Linked DNA regions of Rattus norvegicus: region 2 is linked to region 1. The links are chromatin contacts, called in public Hi-C maps. All regions are on one chromosome and are shown on one strand. Each heading gives the region's core, a stretch centred on a gene start, on an enhancer-like site or on the middle of the called end of the contact. The rest is flanking DNA. Distances are from core to core; before and after follow the strand shown. Region 1 overlaps Prkch (protein kinase C, eta). Region 2 holds the start of Hif1a (hypoxia inducible factor 1 subunit alpha).

The links. Hi-C and Micro-C count contacts between places; a contact is called where the count stands out from the background.
Region 2: a Hi-C map of kidney shows a contact between it and region 1, with 1.9 times the contacts expected there. The contact joins the promoter of Hif1a here to the enhancer-like site in region 1. A contact is called at or near these places in 2 of 12 Hi-C or Micro-C datasets (Schwann cells and kidney) and 1 of 1 datasets of contacts at active chromatin or transcription factors (oligodendrocytes).

Annotation. Positions count from the first base shown.
Region 1 is chr6:98,157,847-98,165,469 of GRCr8, reverse strand. It overlaps Prkch (protein kinase C, eta), which reads right to left. Exons shown (of 14, transcript NM_031085.2): 10 at 1,941-2,095. Among named protein-coding and RNA genes, the nearest start is that of Prkch, 130 kb to the right of the region's middle. Within about 2 kb of position 4,654, at least 3 of the 93 cell types and tissues checked have an H3K27ac peak or open chromatin away from gene starts, as enhancers often do.
Region 2 is chr6:98,356,622-98,364,244 of GRCr8, reverse strand. It overlaps Hif1a (hypoxia inducible factor 1 subunit alpha), which reads right to left and starts at 4,347. Exons shown (of 15, transcript NM_024359.2): 1 at 3,987-4,347. The coding sequence starts at 4,021.

The sequences.
Region 1 (7,623 bases), core at 3,405-5,904:
CCATTAGCAGCCTGGTTAGTACATCTTTCTAAGAATTACTTATCTAACCAATGGTGATAACCACGATGTTAAGGAGAATTCAGGGGCAAATGTAGGTAAAGTAAGTGTTGATCTTGGAACGTGTATACAATTCAGTTGTTGTGAGGTCAGTAATAATTAACTTGGTTTACAACAGAAGTCATTCCAAGTAGGGAGGTCATTGTTTTTAAAAAGCCAATGTAGGAAAAGTCTCTCTTTAGGTTAAGCAGGGTAGAGGTAGGCAACTCGTAGATAGTGAATTTCAGACAGAAAATTCTTTGTTTTAGTATTTAGGACTGTACCATAAAACATAGACTTTTGTAATACAGCAACAATTGTCTGTATTACCAGAGAAGAACAAGTATATTTCTGGGTTCATTTCTGTTGCTGTGATAAAGTGAACAAACACCAACTTAGGGGAGAAAGGGTTATTTTAGCACACAATGCAAGGTTGTGGCTCATCTCTTACTGTTCTGCTGCTGTGAAGAGACACAGAAGAAAGCATTCATTTGGGGACTTGTTTACAGTTTCAGAGGGTGAGTCCGTGGCAGGGAGCCCGGTAGGCATGTCGATAGAGCAGTAGCTGAGAGCTTACATCCTGATCAAAAGACAGGAGGGAGGGACGGGGAGGGAAAGAGAGACAGACACAGAGAGAGAGAGAGAGAGAGAGAGAGAGGAGGGGGGGAGGGAGAGGGAGAGAGACAGAGACAGAGACAGAGACAGAGACAGAGACAGGGGGAGACAAAGAGAAAGACTGGCCAGGTGTGGGTTTTGAACCATCAAAGCCCACCCCCAGTGACACATATCCCCCAACAAGGCCACACCTCCACACCTCTGAGTTCCTCCTAAGCAATTCCATCGACCAATAAGAACCAAGCATTCAAATATATGAGGCCATGGGGGGCCATTCTCATTCAAAGCACCACGGTTATGGCTCACCAGAGCAGGGAAGATGAGGTAGCAGGCACTTAAAACACCTAATCCTTCACACCCACGGTCAAGAGCAGGGGGATGGACGCATACAGGTTAATCTGTGCTCGGTTCACTTTCTCCACTCTTGTACCATCTGGAACCCAGATTTAGAGAATAGTGCCTCACTCTTTCTTCCCACTTCAATCAATGTGACTGAGACAATTTCCCCCACAGACATGCCCAAGGCTAACCTGAGCTAGACAGTGCTCCACCAATAGTCCTTTTTAAGGTGGCTCTTGTGATTGTGTCAGGCTGATCATAAAAACCAACCATCCCATGGGGCAACCAGGGTATAACGTAATTTACAGAGTGGGAGGACTCTGACCACATGTCAACACGAACACACCCGGACCCTCGCTAGCCACTCCATTCACACACTGTCCGCCATCTCTCTGCTTAATGCTTCCCCAGATATCCACTGAGAACACCAATAGGATTTTGAGTCCGTTCAGATTACAGCCTATTAAGATCAAAAGATTGTGCCGTGACACGTAATCAAACCCTGTTGTGAGGCTACACATGAGAAACACCGTCAACCCCATTCCTAGGCATAGCTGAGTACTGGCAATCCAGCCTCATCTGACCTTAGCACCACTACGGCTACTACCGGCAACAGTCAAGACCATGGCTCATTGCCAGCTCTTAAAATAGAACGAGTACACCACATTAACTAGCTCACTTCAAACGTTCAGGAATGAATCCAGCCCTTTCCAGGGCTCGGCTACCACAGTAAATGCTGGCGGAACCAATCCATAAATATTAGCCTCAGCTGTACATTTTAGTTTGGAGCTAAGAGTTCATCTCTGTGTTAACGCTAATGAATACTTGGGCCTTCTGTGACTTTCATTGCTAAAGACTTGGGTCAATGCTCATGGAAAACGGAAGGCTAGCCTAAGTGAGGAGCCGGGGGCGGGAGGGACTCAAAAGAGGGGCCCGGTGTGCAAACTCACCTGTAGATGATGCCTTTCTCGTGGAGGAACATGAGTGCAGAAATGATCTCTGCAGCGTAGAAACGAGCTCGGGCTTCATCGAAACGCCTGGACTTTTGGATGTGGAACATCAGGTCACCTCCGTTCACAAACTCCATGACAAAGAACAGACGGTCCTAAATGAAATGCGAGGGAATGGATTAGCCTCTTGTTTGATCATCACCATTATTCCCCTCGAAGAGACGTGTTCCAAGAAGCATGTGGACTGCTGTCTGGGAGCAGAGGTTGGCCCCGTGTGGGGTCAGGTCTGTGATCTCAGGGAGGAGCGGCATGGAAATCTCCTTCAGGTAGTTCCACACAACCTTGACTTTCTACATCACTAACCATGGGGAAGGATCAAGAGACCTTGGTTCTCATTCCAGCCCGAAACCTTAAGGGAAGAGAGCATGGAGGTTAAGTCCTAGGCAAATGTCTTCAGTGGGGCACACAGGGTTAATCCCAGAGTAGAGGACACTGGGGAGGGCACTCCATTGCTCACAAATGAGCAGAATACATAGAACAGGTAAACCTCTTTAGAGAGCACGGACAAATGGAAGCACAATTGACAGACTCTGGTCCATCTAAACATCATGAGTTACAAGTGGATGTAAAGCACACTGGGGGCCTCTACCTGTAGCGACTTACCAGACAGGGAAAATGGGCTCCTAACAAGGTCCCTCTGTAGAAACCTAGGTAGGGACCATGCGAGAGTGCACCAAGAACTCGTGGATGGTCGGACTGTTTAATGGCAGAAAGGTCCATCCAGCAAGCTGCCCTGAGATACACAGGGTAAGGCTTGTGTTACAGACCTCTAGCATCAGTGGATTCCCTCACTTCTTTCCCTGAGCACTGAATGGCATGTTGGGGGCGAAACAAAGACCCCTCCCGCCAGATCAGATCAGTTCCACCCTAGAAAAGCTGGGGCAAGGAACATGGGTTCTTAAAATACAAACAGCAAATCTAAACATTCTGGTAAAGCCATGGAGAAAGCAGTAGAGGAAATGGGACACTTGACACCTGCATGAGGCTTAGGGAGGTGCCTGATCTCTGTGAGTCAAGGCCTGCAGGTGAGGGCCATCCCTCAATGTCACGCTGCCCTTTCTGGGGGTGGGAATGTATGTGGTCACTGTGTAGGCAAACTGGCAGTTTATCAAAGGATGCGTGCAGGCAAGAACCCGCCTTTACTTACAGTTTGAAATGTTACCAATTTTGCTAGGGGCAGTGGGGGGCAGCTGGGCTGAACAATGTTGGGGAGTCTGGCTTTGGCTCACTTTCCAGTGCACCACTGCTGCAGTATCAAGCTGATCTCAGTCAGGGCAGTGCAACCCGTGACACCACCTACTTCCTACAGTAAGTGAAACCTCAATCAGAATGGGAGGGAACCAACCATGTGGTGTGTGTGTGTGTGTGTGCGCGAACTGATGCTTTATCAAAGGATTATGTAAGCAAGAACCCACCTTTTCTTGGAGTTTGAAATTGTACATTATATATATTAACATATATAATACGTGCTAGAAGCATAAATTTATTTAAGAGCAGAAAACAAAGTGACAAAGTTCATATAGACAAGACTACCTACCACCAACTCAACTCTTCAGGCCATCCCATAGCCCAAAGGAAAACTATACAAATCTAGCCGGCTTTGTGACCAAGCTAAAGGCCCTCATTCGAGTGCAATTGGCAAAGGGAGGGATAGAATTGGGTGGATGGGTTCACATGAGCAATAGCTGGCCTATATTCCATGGACAGGAGTCGGGTGGGTTGGGCATGTTAGCAAATGACTTGTGTGACAGGTTGGCACTCCAGGGACATAGAACTCATCTGGAGGGGTAGCCCCAGGGTGTGGGGAAGACTTGGATGGAGAAGCCACTTTGCAGCATCCCTGAATAAGTAGTGCAGCCTCACACTTCGTGAACCAGACTGTCTACCTTCTTCGTGGATGTTCTCCTCACAGAAGCAGCCAGCCACTCAGAGCCCCACTTAAGTGAACATCCCTTACTGGAAGTCAGTCCAGAGGTAAGTGGCCATTCTAGGGCTGCTGTCGGTGTGCTTGGCAGTGGTCATGAGAGGACAAGGGCAGCTAGAAGGAATTCTCTTCCACATACAGTATCCCTTTCATATCCCAAATTCTAAAAAGCTGAGCCCTGCCCTAAACTGCAGGGGGGGTAGAATATGCTGCCTTCAGGTCTTCTCTTTGTCCTCCATCTTGGCTCTGGCTATAGGCCGGTGTGGGGGTGGGGGTGGGGGACAGATCTCGGCCTACAGAATCTGGCACTTTCTCCTTTGCTCTATCTGGAGAGAAACAGGATATTTAGATTAAAAACTAAGGATGCTTTGTTCAGTGCTCTTCCTTCTTTCCATCCAGAGCCTCACGTCTATTATAGGCCTGGCACCAACCTAGAATACAGGGTACCATTCACAGCCCCTTGGCTGCTACCAGCACCTCAGTCGGGGAGAAAGGAAAATCGAGATTGAGGAGAGGCAACCAGGATGGAGTGAAGACAAGACCTAGCTTATGAAAGTCATGTGACAAGGTACAAGCTAAAATTAGGTTTATTGATCAGCAACATGTTTTAATTTGTAATTGCAAAGAAACTTCTAGAGACCTGAACTTTTATTGACCCTGTTCTAAAATGTCTGCTAAAGAGGGTGTCTTAGTTAGGGTTTTACTGCTGTGAACAGACACCATGACCAAGGTAACTCTTATAAAGGACAGCATTTAATAGGGGCTGGTTTACAGGTCCAGAGGTTCAGTCCATTATCATTGTGGTGGGAAGCATGGCAGTGTGTTGGAGAAGGAGCTGAGAGTCCTACATCTTGGAGAGCCTCAAAGCCCTCCTCCTGACGGTTACTTGCCCAGTCCACACTGCTGCAAAATAAGATGAAGCCCTTTGGGGAAATCCTGAATTATTAGGGAGGGACTGTGTAATGGATTTAAGGCAGGGAGGGCTCTGCTAATCCTACCTTGGCAGAGACAGCCAGGGGATTCTCTCTGTACTTAAAATCTGCATACGCAGTTGTTTCAGGATCCCTTATGTCCAGTGTCCTAGAAGCTGAGCCCAAGCATCTGCTGCGCGTCACCTGTGGCTTTGGCTCTTTTGAGGCAGATTTGCCCTGACCTGTGTGGTAGGAAACCCAATGTCCAGGAGACCGGTTGAGCTTCAGTTTCAAAGCCAAGCCCTTTGTCTATCCGGTGTGCCTCTCTCTGGTCTCTGATTCAACTAACCACAAATGCAAGCCATCAGCATGGGATGATGAACACCTGAGAGAATCAAAGCAGCTCAGAAATCCCTTTGTCCCACGCCCTGTATCAGTTACAGGCACAGAGTTCAAGGAGCTGGCGCATGGCAATAATAAAATTCCTGTCATCACCTGCCCTGGTGCCTTTAACCCAGGCCTGTGCCAGCTTTCTGCCCTGGCTCTCCGGCAACAGGAGATAAACATATCTCTCAGAGTGGGAGGCCCTTCTCAGAGTTCTCATTATGGGTTGCTCCTGGGAGCTGGACAGACACGCAGCTACATGAGGCAAAGCCTGCTGTGTTGTAGAGCTCAGCTAAGATGGGACAAGTGACAAAATGATTCGACGATTGCAAGGAGGCTGTGAAGGACACCTTTGGAGGTATCTGTCCAGGGCCATGCAGACAACTGCTGTGTCTCCAGCCCACGACTGACTGGGACAAGCCCTACATTTCCCAGAATATTCAAACTGAGACAAAGAGTTTTAATTCAGTCTCAGCTGTAAGAACCGAGCGAACGTGACTCCAAGGAGCTGAGGCTGTCTGTGTGGCAGGAACACATTAAATCCTTTAGTGTAACAGAATGGTGCATGGATGGATGGGTGGATGGACAGACAGATGGATAGATAGACAGACGGGTCAATGCAAGGTTAAAGATGAAGCAGGAAATGGAGTAGAGCAGAAATGAGACCACGAGCGGGATTAGAAGACCTCACCAGGGCCCCTTGTGTCTTTTCACTTTTACATCCCTTTGGGAGGTCTGGTCAATTCCTTACCTCAGATACCACAATGCCTCTTACATTTGTGAATCTTTATTTTCAGTTCTTTTCTTGTATAGCCTCAAGTATGTTTTCTGTGATTTCCAGGAAATTTTTAAGTAAAATACATACAATTTTTTAAGGAACAAGGAGCTTCTTGATTTAAAATCTAAGATAAAATGCCTATAGCAACAGTGATCATAGGATCCCATCATAAACAGCAGCAAAGGGCCTCAGAGCACCAGGCCCTTTCAACAGAATCCTAACAAATGGGACTTATGAGGAGGTAGTAAGGGAGACACCACCCAGTGCCAAGTCCTTGGTATCTCTGTGAAAATACCTGAGCTGTGGACCCAAAATTCTCAGTAGGCACAGGCAGCTTCTGCTGACCTTTATTCAAATTTCCTCTCTCTTTCTCTTTTCTTCTCCCTCTCTTCCTTTCCCTTACCTCAACTCACCTTGCAAAACGGCAATGTCAAAATGACTACCTTCAAAGTTCACAGCAACTAACTCTGTTAAGGCAAGAGTTTTAACCAGTAGTTGGCCTACAGAAAGCGCTCAAAACATGATAGCAACTGTCACTATTTATCACTCCTTTTTCATAATTCTCCACTACAGCTTCAGCCAACATGGCCCTGTGACTAGAACTATAGCCCATCCAACAGCTATCCATTATATACAACAGACACACACACACACACACACACACACACACACACAGGTGAAGGGGCAAGGAGACAGACACACACACACACACAAGTGGAAGGGCAAGGAGACAGACAGTCAGACAGACACACACACACGTACGCGCACACACACACACACACATACATGGACGTACACACATAACACACATATACGCAAGGGGAGAGAGACACACACAAACACACATGGGGGCAAGGAGAGACAGACAGACAGACACACACACACATGGGGGCAAGGAGAGACAGACAGACACACACACACATACATACACACACAAACAGCGGGGGTAAGGAGAGACACACAGACACGCACACATAACACATGTATACAAAGGAGAGATAGACAGACAGACAGCCTTGCCTACATAGCTACTTTAAGGTCAACCCGAAGTCTAGCAGATCCATGGAGATGAAAGTCCCCCTATCCCCAAGTCTAGCTGTTGAAGTACAGACACTAATGCCACACAGCAATGACCTTGCCCAGGTAAGGACTTTCATTCTAGAATGCCTTTATAAGAGTCACAAAACTGTGCTGAAAACCAAAACGATACGAACCAAGCACTCAGTTCCACTCAGCTTCCTAGGTTTCTAACACTGAATAAAGATTATGATTCTCAGCTTTATGGATTTTAAAACATTATTCTTGCAAAACTAATGGGCTGCCCGGCAGACTGCAATGTGCCAGTAAAGACTTTGCGTGGTAGACCCTTTCCCTCTGTAGCATTTGCTCATTCTTATAAGACACATTAAGAAGGATTTTTCTTTGTTTAAAACTAGACTACACAATCATTTTGATTTACAAATATGTTTCACTTGCAGATACGTTGTTTGGGGAATGGAATGTTTTGAGTAAGAAACAGTCATGGCACATTGGCCACAGCGAAGATGGAGGAAAAAAAAATCAAAGAATAGCAATTACATTTATGGTTATGAATAATTTAGATAGTGATTCAGGGCACCGTTGAAC
Region 2 (7,623 bases), core at 3,098-5,597, 200 kb before region 1:
AGTTTGTTAGTTTTTTAAACAATTAAACAAAACATGCACAGTCACTTCAAACATTATAGGGAGAAAGTCATGGATTAATCTCTTTTGATTTTGTTTTATAATGAATTCTTTATATTACATTTGTCTAAAAGACTATATCTGGCAAACAGATGAGTCTGTTTATATTTATTGGAGAAAGCGTGAACTTTAATATCAAATTCAATACACACACCAAGTAGTTCATTCTTGATACTTCAAGAGATGAAGACAAAATTGCTATAATTAAATTTTTATGATTAAACATTCTCACTATACTTTTACCAAAAATGCTGAGCAATGACAACATTGGCTTGTTAAATTCTTTTTCAAACCCTTCAGAGTCAAGCAGAAAACCTGCAATAAATACCTACACCACAAGCAGGGATGGCTAGGTAAAACCTACCTATTGCTGTCTAGTCCCAAAGGGAGGGGAACTGAAACAAATTTAACTTTTTTCTTATAAGTTAAAATCAGTTTCTTGGTAGGAAGGTAGTTCAACCCCACAGCTGTATTAGGTTACTTTCTCCTGATGAGGAGACAGACCTTTGTTAATAACCTCAGATTAAAAAAAAAAAAAAAAAAAAAAAAAAAAAAAAAAAAAAAAGGTCATGTAGTGTTTCAGATACCCATCTTTTAACCTAAATCTCTAGTATTCATGTATGGAAATAATCATACAACTAACATCATAAACTGTTTAATTCTTTTTTTTTTTCTTTTTCTTTTTTTTGGAGCTGGGGACCGAACCCAGGGCCTTGCGTTTGCTAGGCAAGCGCTCTACCACTGAGCTAAATCCCCAACCCCAAACTGTTTAATTCTTAACAACAACAAAAGTCAAGAGACTAATCTGCCTTAGCCTCCTACACCATCCACGGCATACAAAACACTGGGATGTAAGCACAATATAACTGATTGAGCCTGGACACCATCAGAGACACAAAGCTAAACCACAGAAAGTTGGGACAATCTGTAGACTTCACAAAGTGCTTTTGGAGTGGACTGGAACATGTTAAAATACTCTGATAACTAAGTAAACGCTAAATAAGAGTGTCCTTAGTTTTTTTTCATAAAACTAAGCTGTAAACATCTGATCAACACAAGTTGAAAGCCTTGCCTTGAGATGAAGGCCAATAGTCTTAACTATGGAGGTAGACATAAGCAAAATACCATATTTCTATTAAATTCCTGCAGAAACTAGTATTTATACTTGTCTACTCAAAACTTGAGCATCAGGGCAAGGGGAAAAAAAAGTAAGTCACTACCAGTTCTAAAACTACATTACCTTAGGTGTCTCTTGCTAGAGTGAACAGCGTGAGCCGCATATGTTTATGACTAGAGCCCAGAGTAGATTCAAAATGACCTAGTTAGGGAGGAAACACTGGGATGGGGAACTGTGATAGGTGCCTAGAGTCTATCATATGTTCAGTGAAACAACTGATCCTAGATGCCAGATGCCATGGTCCAAGGACAGGGCTTCAGTAGGAAAGAACCTTTCTAGCCTTTCAATTCAGAGCCAGTCTTCTCATTTTTTTGAATATAAGAAAAAAAATGCATGAAGGCACAGAAGAAAGGTTTGAAGATTATGAAAGTCTGAACTATAACAGTTAACACCCATGTTCAAGTATATAATGTGTTACAAACCATGTGCTGGCCTAAGGTTTTTAAATGCATTATCTTATTTTCAGAAGGCTAGTATTATCCTCTTGGGAGGGGGGGTATATAATCCACAAGTATTCAGTAACTTGCCAACAATCACAAGTGGAAAGGCTTGGGACTCCAACTTGTGGTTATCTATCTGTATCCTCTATCTAAATCAGTAGACTACTGATTCCTCAAACAAGGAGGAAAGCTAAATTATAATAAAAATTTTATTAATAAACTTCTTGATTTTTAGTGACCAACGCTAAAAGGAGAAATTAAGAAACATCTTTAAGAGATTTTATTTTAGTGACCCAATAACTATTTGGGGGGAGGGATTTGAAAGTTCAGCTACAAGCTAGAAACAGAATGAGCTTGACATTCTCTTGAAATCTAAGAATCCATATACATATTAGGTCAATCAAGTTCAGTACCAACAGCTAAGGAGTCAGACACAGCACATACCGACTGTTAAATCTATTATTCACTTTCTGTTCTGCTTTCTTCCAAATCTTTGAGATTTGAGTTTTCTATACTCTCTATTAAAAAAGCAAAATTCTTTCCCACCTGTTCACTTTGGAGGCTCATTTAAGATGGACTAATTGGAGAAAGAAAAATTTTACCTCTCAATCTTTCAACAAAATTATGATTACAAAAAGACATACTTAATACATAGCACCTAAGTGTTGAGTGACCCATCACTCATGTTTATTATCTTTTAGTGATATTAAGAACCTCTATATTAAGAAATATAATCCCATCTGATCTAAAGCTGCTAACATCTCAAACAAGAAAAATTAAATTAACAGATGGTTCTGAGGAAAACCTAAAAACCATTTAGAACTGGACCCGATGCACAATTAACTTACTTATCCATTGTAAGACTACTTTTGATTAAATACACACACACACACATACACACACACAAACAGTGTATATGAAAGAGACATGATTGGTGTATTACTTGGTATAGTGTATTAATATAATATAATTCAGCATTTAATAAGGACAGTAAGTACACAATGGCAATCTGCCTAAGGTTTAGAGAATAGCAGCCCATCATTTCATCAAAAGCATTGTAGTCACTTCTGCGAAATTAATTGCAACTAATTCTGGTAACTCCTGGAGTTAAGTCTAGACTTGCATGCTCACTTTAAAACATTTTCAAAGTGCTTTCTTTGGTGCATCCAAGACCTGGACGTTCTATGGAATAAAGACCAAGGCAAGGAAGGGATGTACAGAAGAGCAAGAAAATGAGTACATTTATCTCTTCTGCGGATATGGATAAGGGGAATTAATCTCTTCCAGAAGACTGGAAGGACTTAAGAATTAAGCCAGCCTTGTAACCACAGCTCTTACAACAAACCTTCAACTTCTTAAACTGATTTTCTCAAGGTTAAAATATCGAAGTAGACAAAACTGTGTGCTGGCGGCAGGGATCGATCTTACCACTACTAGCTGCACTCGTAAGCCTATAATGTTCTCAGACTCAAACCACAGGATGTTTCATAAACTTACACTGAGTTCTCACACACGATTTCTCACTTCGGATGTATGTTTTTTTGGATACAATTCTTTGCAGGTGTTCCAATAAACTTGCAACATTCTAACTGCTGGTTTTCATTTGCTTTCATTATATACACCCCCCACCCCATCTCATTAAATTATCGGCCTAAGTTTAACCGAAACTATCGGTAAGTTATTTTCAGGAGTGAACGAGGCATACTCATATTCATACATAACGTCTGGGCTCTCCTGACAGGTGATGCAAACACAAGTTTGTAGGAACTGTAAGTTATTTAAAATGATGCCATTTTCCTAAATTCCCGTTACTCTGATGGTGGCAAGTGTTTCCAACAAAACCTGCACGTGCAAACTAGAAAGTTAGCATCTTCCGGCCCCCCGAAGAAACTCCCTAACCTACAAAGGCAGCGGCGGCCGCGGTACAACGAGGCGGCTCCGGGGAGCCCGGGGTCGGCCTCGGAGGGCCTCGACCCCAGGAAGCTGGCAGCGCGCACAGGGTCCGCCCGGGGCCCGGTGCTCGCGGCAAACGCGGAGGTCCGGGGCGGGAAGGCGCGGGAGCTAGGGGCGTACTCGGCCGGGGCCGGCTCGGCCGGATGAGCGCGCGGGGCAGGCTGGGCTGCGAAGGCGCGGGGCGGGTGTCCGGGGCGGAGACCCCAGCCCCGCCGAGCGCTGGGCCCGCGACTCCCACCCCCCGCGCCAAGATGGCGACGTGGACCGCGGGGGAGCCCGGCGCGTGAGGCTGGGGGGGGGACGGAAGGGGAGCAGAGACAAAAAAAGGCCAGCCCACAGAACGCGGCGGCCCGGCTTACTTTTTCTTCTCGTTCTCGCCGCCGGCGCCCTCCATGGCGAATCGGTGCCCGCGGTGTCTTCCCGGCCGGCAGCCCCTGGGCTCGCTCCGGCCTAAGCGCCGGCTCTGTCCTCACGCGCAGAGAAAGGGGCAAGTCCAGAGGCGGGGTGTGAGGCGGGACACCCCCCCGGGACGGCGAGGCGGGAGCTGCAGGCTGCGCTCGCCGGGCTCTGGTTCGGGTTCCTAGTTGCTCCTCCGGCTGGCTTGTCAAGGCCTGGCCAGACACTGCTCGCGACGGTAGCGAGGACAGTCCTCGCGTCCCCTCAGACGAGGAGCCTCTGTGCACTGAGGCGCTGAGGCAGCGGCAGGGGGCGGGCAAGGGCGGAGGCGCGCTCGGGCGCGCGGCGAGGGGAGGGGAGCAAAGGGCTGCGCGCGCCCGCTAAGCCCGACGCGCGCACCCGCGGGCCCGCCTCACCTGAGCGGAGGCGGGTTCCCCGAGAGCCAATGGGAAAGGACGCAGGCGGCCAGGCCCCACCCCAGCCCACGTTGCTCTCAGCCAATCAGGAGGAGGTCAGCTGAGCCCCAGCTGGGGCGAGCTGCCCAGCTCACGTGCTCGTCTGTGTGCAGCTAGGGAGAGAAGAGAAAGGGGCGACCGACGGGTGCGGCTGAGCCCAGGTCTGGGGACTCTGCGCCTTCAATGGAAAGCTGCGTCTGGCCTTGGGAGGCGCTGCTGGAGCAAGTGGGATGCTAAGCCTGTGTCCGAACGTGCTCACACTGCCCTGCTCTCTGTGGAGTTGTCTGAGGCTCGCTTACTCCTTAGTTGCGTGGTTGGACCGGGTCCCCGCCCATCCCTCCTGAGTTTCCAGTTGCAAAAACAGCCAACTTTGTGTTCTGGCAGCCAGCCCCCTGCTGTTAGAGTGGGGTCTCTCCTTCCCAGGTGACCGGACGAAGCTCAGTCTCTGCTCTCTGCCACAGAACAAGGGAAGTCTCCAAGTCATTAACGATTTTCTGGGCCAAAGTTTGACTACTGAGCAAATGCAAATAAAAATATAAAACAAATCCCTCTTGCAAAACCTCTCAAGGCGAGTGAAGTTGCAGGGCCATTTTAAAATAAACTATCTTAATTTACACATAAATAACAGCTTCAATAAGTGAGAGCACAAGCCTGAATTTGAGTGACAAGGCAGGAAAAAGCATTGAGTAGACTTATTTTGCTATTATGTTGCTTTGAAAAAAAAAAGACAAAGATAATCTTAAATAGATGCAGAAAAGGTGCAAGAATTGTTTCAGACTGAGTTTATTAAAGTTCACTGTTTAGACTGAAAGAAGGAAGAATGCATCCTCCAACCTACAGACCTTGACAGGACTGCTCACCGGCTGTGCTGGGAACTATGGATTAAAGCAATCACTTTTGGTCGGTCTTTGGAAGCATGAATGTTAGGTCTGTGGGTATGATGTTTGTTAGTTTTTTTTTTTTTAATTTTAATGTATTCCAAGCCCAACAAAGGAACACTGCATGCACCTGCGTGTGCACACACACATGTACACACACACACGCACACACACACACACACGTGTTGGAGATCTGAATCTGAGGTCTCTGAAACTGACCTGACACTTGACTGTTTAATAGCTCTTCTTTGCCTTGTTAGTACATCGTTACAATCTAACGTTGGGTTGTATAATAATGTAGACATCTGTGGCAGATTTAAATTGCATTCAAATCCAAAAACAACGCCCCCCAATAAATACAAATGGTGTCCAGGTCTAATAAGACAATAAACAATGTATAAAGCCTCTCAATAGACCCATGAAGACACAGCTGGAGATTTAGCTTAGTCAGTCGGAGAGCAGTGGTCTAGTATGCACAAGGTCCTGGCTTCAAAAAAGAAGCTAAGACTATATAAATTGACTTGAGCAGTATTTTTGTTTGGAATCTAGAACATACCTCTGAAAGAGCTACAGGGAGTATAGATAGATAGATAGATAGATAGATAGATAGATAGATAGATAGATAGAGTAAAAGACCAAAAATAATTGCTTGTCCTTCATTTGTTTTTAATCATGGAAATATTTTCTGTTGTGACACCCGGAAAACACAGTGTTAAGAAGAATGGCTGCAGAATTCAGAGTGAGCTTGGTTATAAGCACCAGTGCTCACCATCATGTCACTCTCTGTGCCTCAGTTTAGTCACTTGTAAGAGAGAGAAGGTGGTATTTATGCTCCTGAATTAGGGGTGATTATAGCATCCAGAAAGCACTTGAAACCACATAGGGCGATAGGAAGCCATCATTAAATGCTGGGGGTCTTGTTCTTCTTATCCCCAAATCCGTGCTAGTGGCAACTGGTCGGGCTTCTGTAGATTAACCGGTTCCAACTGCTCAAAAATGCCAACTGAGGGGTTGGGGATTTAGCTCAGTGGTAGAGCGCTTGCCTAGCAAGTGGAAGGCCCTGGGTTCGGTCCCCAGCTCCGAAAAAAAGAAAAAAAAAAGAAAAAGAAAAAAAAATGCCAACTGAGGTAGCACAAATGCTTATAGACTCCCCGCCCCCTTTTCTGACATTGTAACTTCCCAGAAGGTTTGTATCTCTGTAAACAGGGAAGTTGCTGAAGCACCAATCTTTTCTCTCCCGCCAGAGATCACAGCTATAGAATATAATGCTCTTGGAATAAAAATATGAGCACCGTGTAATAGCAGGTCTATCTCACTCAAAGGTTTTTTTTTAAAAAATCATTTCGAAAAGTTTAAACAGAACGATAATTCAGCGAACAGGTTATCTTTGACTATGTATTACAATTTCCTCGTTTCCATTCCCTTTTAAAAGTTTACAAAATATGATATTTTGTGCATGGCTACAAATATATACAACTGTGGAGAGCGGTAATATTTAACCAAGTAGTTAAGTTACAAAGTGCCAACTACTATCTCCTAATTCAGATAATCCTGCTAGCAACAGAACCCTAAAAGGCGAATTTTCCCATTGAATAAGATGAAAACCACTCTATTTCTGAGCTATCTATTAACACATGCATTTCTGTTGCTACCAAATAAGTACATGTGGGTGAGCAGTCTGCTTTCCTCCTTTCATAATCTGCACAACTGTCCAAGGTCCACTCCAACTCACTTTGCAGACCTTACTAAGGCGTCTAAGAGAACATTGCGAAATGACGTCGTTGACCTTTAACCTCATTGGCACTGATTCACCAAGGAGTCGGGGTAAAACTTGAATTTAAATTACTTCAGAAAAAAAGTACCGGAGCAATGAGCCTCCTGAAAGTGAAACATCCCAGGTGCACACAGTTTAAACGACATCGAACTGTGCAGGGAAGATGAGTGTTGAAAAGTGACTCCAGTTTTCATTCATATTTGCATCTGCTATCGCTGTTCCTTTTCTTCCACCTCTTCCTCTTCCCGGCCCCGCCTCCCCTCCTTCTCCTTTTTCTTTGTATATTTGTAATAGTAACAATGATAAAAATCAGATAGTTTGGGAAGAATGTGTTTAGAAAATGGGGGTATTAAACATACAATTTTTTTCTTAATGGGAATCAGAACGAAGTAAAGATGGATATTGCCTGAGTTTATGCAAAATACAAATAGATCATTTGAAAGTAACACTTTCTCATTCAGAAAGTGACACACCCACGGAGGTCAGATGCCAA